Regions from separate parts of the Mus musculus genome. Here region 1 is linked to region 2. The links are chromatin contacts, called in public Hi-C maps. All regions are on one chromosome and are shown on one strand. The core of a region is the stretch at or near the end of the contact, and the rest is flanking DNA. Distances in the headings are between cores, read along the strand shown.

Region 1 (2,994 bases), core at 46-2,545, 120 kb after region 2:
TGCTAAAGCACAGACTCATGAAAATCTGTGTGAGAGGAACAGAGGCCCAGGGCAACCTGTCACTTGGCAGATGGCCATTTTGACAGATGGTATAAAAGGCAAGCAGGTAGGAGATTCAGAATCCCACCACTGCTTGGTGGCATGCTCTGTAGAATTCAACTGATAATCAATATACTCCCATATGTGTCTGTCTGACTGCAGTGACCATTTCCGAAGGATATCTGCTGAGCACGGGTGCTGGGCTTGGTCAAAAAGGAGATTGTTAGAAAACTGTGAGGTTAACCACTTTGGCTTTGACCGAAAAATAGCAAATGTTTGTAAGAAAGAACTTTATATTTACCTCCAATGTCATTGTTTCCTAATAACTGAGCTATTTTATTCATTATCAGTGTGAGCAAGTAATTTGAAATAACTGAAATAAAAAATTTGAGACATTGATTTAATTCTTGGGGCTGGGCAGATAAGATAGCTCAGTGGTTAAGATCACTTGTTGATGACCTGACTTGATTCCCAGTACCCACATGGTGGTTCATTACCATCTGGAACTCCAGTTCTAGGGCGCCCAATGCCTTCTCCTGGCCCCAAGGTCATCAGACACGCATGTAGTGCATGTACATACATGCAGGCAAAACACTCATGAACATATAATAATAATACATTTTGAAAAATTATTATATACTTCCTGACCAATGGCAAGTTTGACCACAAGCATAAGACTATACCGTTAGGAAGGATGGACTCTTATGGAACCCACTAAGAAAACAATGTAAATTTGAATCTGATAAGTCTTATTTACCTTCTGGGAGCATTGGGTTTGATAGTGATTAAATGATAACAGTAATCCATGTCACCCTGAGATTGTTCTCAGTGTAGTGACTAGAAACCAGAAATATGGTAAATATCAGAATTATGTGCTTTCCAATCCTGTAGGAGGAGAAAAAATAAGTTGTCTGCCACTTAGAGTTGCTTATCAGCAACACGATGAAGTCACAGTTTTCATTGGATGTCACTTTTCCACTCTCATTTTTATGAGAAGGGGGTTTTCCTCACATGTTGGCCCTAGATTCTGTTTCCCTTCATTGTGAGGCACGTGGTAAGGTAATCCTTGCCTTTTGTATTGCTTTTGTTTGTTTTGATCTTGTGAAGCAATCTCCCAAATGCTCCGGAATTAGGGAGATTCCGGGTTCTTGTCTCCTTCCCTCTTTCCGCAGAGCAGGAAATCAAGGTCTGTGCTGGGCACTCCAAGCTGTCCTAAAGTGAAAGAGCTGCTCCTCCACCCAGCCCACGCACTTGGCTCCACTCCTCAGCCACTCTAGCCAAAATTGGCTTCATTAGGATTCAAGGGGAAATTGTTGCCTGCCTCTGCTGGCTGCAGTGCCATGGTGTGGGAAGTCGCACAGGGAAAGGAGCTGTTGCTCTCTGACCACCACGGGGAGAATTTCACACCTGACAAATACCTTGTGATATTATTTCTCTGGACTTCAGTTATCCATTTTGCATACAGCTTCATTGATTCAGCCCTCACGTAGACTTAGCCTCCTTCCAGAACGGAAAAGATTCCTAGGGAGTAGACCATTAAAAGAGCTTATGATGAAACACGCTTATTCAAACTTGATATGTGTCCATTGGTAAGGCTGATAAAACTTCCTGCATATGTAAACTCAGCATGATAATAGGTACACCATGAGATATTACTTATAATTGACATTTACTTATCTATTCATTAATTATATTTCTTGCAGACCAACTCCACATATCCAGTGGAGCAAACCAGGTAGTGAATTACCAGAGGGAAGAGCAACAATTGAAGTTCATGAAAAGACATTGAAGATAGAAAACATCTCCTACCAGGATAGAGGAAATTATCGCTGTACAGCCAACAATTTGTTGGGGAAAGCCAGTCATGATTTTCACGTCACAGTAGAAGGTACGCCTTCCATGAGGATTTATGTTTCTACTTCGGAGTAAAAAAACAAGTGCATGCCATCACAGACCTTTGCTTCAACAATGCAGGTGTTAAAGCTGATCATTAGCTTGCAATTTTAGTTGTAATGTGGGCACTGAGTAACACTACACTTAATTAATCAGTCTTGTAATTTATCACCCCAAACCATATGGAAGGCATAAATGTCAAGAAGACAGCTTAGTCTCTAAACATACACCACCTCCATGGCCAGTTTAAAATGTCATTAAACCTAGCCTCCTGTAAGGTTTTATTGCATGAAATGGTTTTTATTATAATGCACACATGATGCTCATAAATAAGGTCATGTTTGTGAAATCAAACATTACTGCAAGGACCCTGGAAGGAGGTGGGGAGTGCTTGCTAATCTTGCCACTCAGTTTCTGTGTCTGTGATCACAGTCAGATGAATCGTCTTACATTTTTCCTCATTCGAGCCTTTTTTTTGTTCTGTACCCTGGTACTCAATACATCACTTAGAGTATGTATGAAGAGACCACATGGTGCAAATACTAATACTTTTTATCAAATAGTACCAAATATATTACTTTCATCTTCTAACCATAAAAACTGAACTCTTTTGATCAACTGAGATTTTCTGCCATTTTTTTTTATGAAAGGGGATAACATTTGAAATGTAAATAAAGAAAATGTCTAATAAGGAATGTAAAAAAGAAAGAAAGAAAGAAAGAAAGAAAGAAAGGAAAGAAAAGAAAGAAGGAAGGAAGGAAGGAAGGAAGGAAGGAAGGAAGGAAAAGGAAAGAAAGAAGAAAGGAAGGAAGAAAGGAAGGAAGGAAGGAAGAAAGAAAGAAAGAAAGAAAGAAAGAAAGAAAGGAATTAATTTGGTGATGATGGCATTACTCTCATGAGTAGCATTCACAATAATTAGATATCCAGGCTGTGGCTGCAGTGCTGGAGTTGAGGTTGCCTGATCTTGCTGTAAATTTGATTGACACAGACTCCTTCCTGAGGATCCAGTCACAACCAGGCTTTCTCTCTGGGGTTGAAGTAACTGTGGCAATAAGATAATGC
Region 2 (2,762 bases), core at 164-2,663:
AAGATAGTCCTTTTTCCCTCTCCAGTATAATTTCTCATTTGTTGTATTTTCTTTTTTGTAGATTGAAATTTAACTAGATTGTAGTGCCTGAATTATAGTTTCTTATTATGTAAAGAAGCAACTAAATGATCAAATTGTCTTATACTTCTAGCTTATCAGTCAGTCTTCAGTATCCCTTTCAATGCTCCTTCTTAGTTTTTGTTCTTACAATTATTTATATCTCCTAAGTAGAAAAGTCTTAGGGATGTTTGAAATAAAACTGTTTTTTTTTCAATAGTAATGAAGTGATAAGACATTAGTACCGAGTAACAACAGGAGTAGGGTAGAGGGTAAGGATTTCTAGACTAAATTAGTTTAAAAGATCACATATTCAATTAAATGGAATAACAGCAAACTTGGAAAGGTATTTTATTAGATTATAATGGTATCATCTACGTGTGTGTCTATCTGCATTAGGACACTGTTGGACCACATACATCCTATACACACACACACACACACACACACACACACACACACACACACACACACATGCAGAGAGAGAGAGGGAGAGAGAGAGAGATTAGATTACACATGATTAGTGAGGATCTTTCTCACCAAAGTTGAATGAAGCAGACGAGAGCTCAGCAGGCTAAGGCAGCCTCTGTGAGCATACAAATAAGTCTGATCAGCAGCTACAGTAGCAAGAGACTCCCCACTTGATGCCAAATAACTCTTCAAAAATCCAAGTAAGAATGTCATCACAGAATCTGATCTCTATTGTCATGCGTGTTCTTGACAGTGGTGAGAAATGGAGACCTGTTAGGACCCATGTAATGCTGATTATATGACATGAATGGTTTTTGCAGGGTCTCACAATGACAGAATATTTGAACAGTAGAAGTTGGACCCCAACTGTGTAATACACTGACTATACAGCATCCTTATCACTTGAATTATAAAAGCATATTGAATCTAAGATTATTTAGCTTCAGCCTTGAATAGGAAACAGGTGAATCAGAAAGCCTCACTCAAAATCAATCCGTGCCAACACTGCAGGAATTCTCCCCACTGAAAGATTATTTGTAACCCTTAGGATACTGAACAGCACAGAATGACTTCAGTCTGTGTATTTCCCTAGTTAAGTAAACATTGTTGGTTTGCCTCCAGAAGCCAATAAATCCCAGTGTGCTCTAGTGGTGTGTGTACCACTCACAGACTGGTTGGGAGCCACATAAAGTGCTGTTTTGTGCATTGTTAGTTTCCCATAAGCGATTCTATTTGCTATAATCAAGCAAAAAACAATGGCTTCAGAAACGGGCCTAATGGGATTGAAAGGAAATTACTAAACAAAGGTGTAAAGGGCACAGTCTGTGCAGTGTGTCCCTTGCTCAATTGCTCAGCAGTAGGGACTTTCTTTTACTTGCTAGCATGGAATTTTTCTTCCCAGTGTACTGGTGTGAGCTTCTCTCCGGAGGCATCGCAATCTGTTTAGAGCTTCTTGGCAACAGCTTTTGGATTCAGGCCAATGTGATTGCCTGCAAATGCTGCAAGAGAGGAAGGTTACTTGCCGATATATATTTAAAACCATCTTTACTTTCCTTTAGTGCCAAAGAAGTTACACTTTTATAAATCTCCTTAATTAGCAACTTCAGCCAGATTGCTTTCGGGTTACTAGATGCTATTTAGCCAGTGTGAGTGATGCTTATTAGAGTTTTGATAACAGATATATATATAATCTAGTTAGCTTCTTACATTTACTGTTTGGTGCCTGAGAGAAAAACTAAGGTCATCAAAGGTGTATTCATGGGCCTGAATTAGAAAACAGGCCTATGGATGCTCTCCTATAGTCTTAGTGCCAAGCCTCAAACGGTCTGGGAATTAACAAGGAAAGGCTTTGTATATTGATTGAAATACATCCTTCATTTCCCGTTGATTTGTTACAAGATGGGAGCTTGGCATGAACTGCTGTGGGTAGGAAATGGCCTTTTGAATTGAAGGCCATGTTGTCTCTAATTTGATGGATGTCTGTTTTTGGAGTGCTTTTTAATAGAACTCTCCTCATTTTACTGGCATTGTGTCATTTAGAGGCATTGGTCACAGCCTCAGACCAATTGGCTCTCATGCACAACAGTTTGTAGAGGACAGGCAGGGATGAAGTCTGACAAATTGTGGTTTGTTCCAGAATACCGTAATCTGTGAGGGCAGGTACTTCCATAATGCTTACTGTGTGAAGTGTGATTACATGACTGTTTCATGTCTGCCCTTTTGACTTCTGATGTTCTGAGATATAGTCCCAGAATTTCAAGCATCAGAGCAATGCTAGTGAGTTTTTACACCGTGGATTGTTTTTCATGCAAATTGGGAGGAAGAGTCAAATTAGTATGTTTGATAAAATAATGAAAAAAGTTAACTTAAAAGTTTCTCTATACCAGGAAATTATCTCTCAAACTGCTATTTTGGTCAATCTCTAGGTGTTATAGACTGCAGGCAATGATTCTACCTTGATAATCCAGGCAGACCACCGTGGATCAAAAATTCCTGGTAAGAGTATTTGCCTTAATCAGTTTCTTTATGCATTTGTACTGTGTTTAATCATCAAATTACAAAACTACACAGGTGTAGACAGAGGAAGTTACAAGGGATAAGAAAATGTCACAGAAATTGGATATTCAGTATTCTTAAGGGCATTATCAGGTTTATAATAGTGTGTGTGTGTGTGTGTGTGTGTGTGTGTGTGTATAAGAGAGTATATATATATGTATCTAAGTGTATGTATGTGC

Evidence for each region. A called contact is a pair of places that touch in the nucleus more often than the background predicts.
Region 1: a contact with region 2 is called in a Hi-C map of cerebellar granule neurons, with 3 times the contacts expected there. The contact joins two enhancer-like sites. A contact is called at or near these places in 1 of 15 datasets of contacts at CTCF or cohesin (large pre-B cells) and 11 of 484 Hi-C or Micro-C datasets (the 63-12 cell line, brain, cerebellar granule neurons and 6 more).

The regions. Positions count from the first base shown.
Region 1 is chr6:103,673,231-103,676,224 of GRCm38.p6, forward strand. Chl1 (cell adhesion molecule L1-like) reads left to right here. Exons shown (of 27, transcript NM_007697.2): 9 at 1,743-1,927. Among named protein-coding and RNA genes, the nearest start is that of Gm52915, 17 kb to the right of the region's middle. Within about 2 kb of position 1,296, at least 35 of the 459 cell types and tissues checked have an H3K27ac peak or open chromatin away from gene starts, as enhancers often do. A contact at or near this core is called in cerebellar granule neurons, cerebellum and cortical neurons, where this site is marked.
Region 2 is chr6:103,557,593-103,560,354 of GRCm38.p6, forward strand. It overlaps Chl1 (cell adhesion molecule L1-like), which reads left to right. Exons shown (of 27, transcript NM_007697.2): 2 at 2,454-2,523. Among named protein-coding and RNA genes, the nearest start is that of Gm24784, 30 kb to the right of the region's middle. Within about 2 kb of position 1,414, at least 49 of the 459 cell types and tissues checked have an H3K27ac peak or open chromatin away from gene starts, as enhancers often do. A contact at or near this core is called in cerebellar granule neurons, cerebellum and cortical neurons, where this site is marked.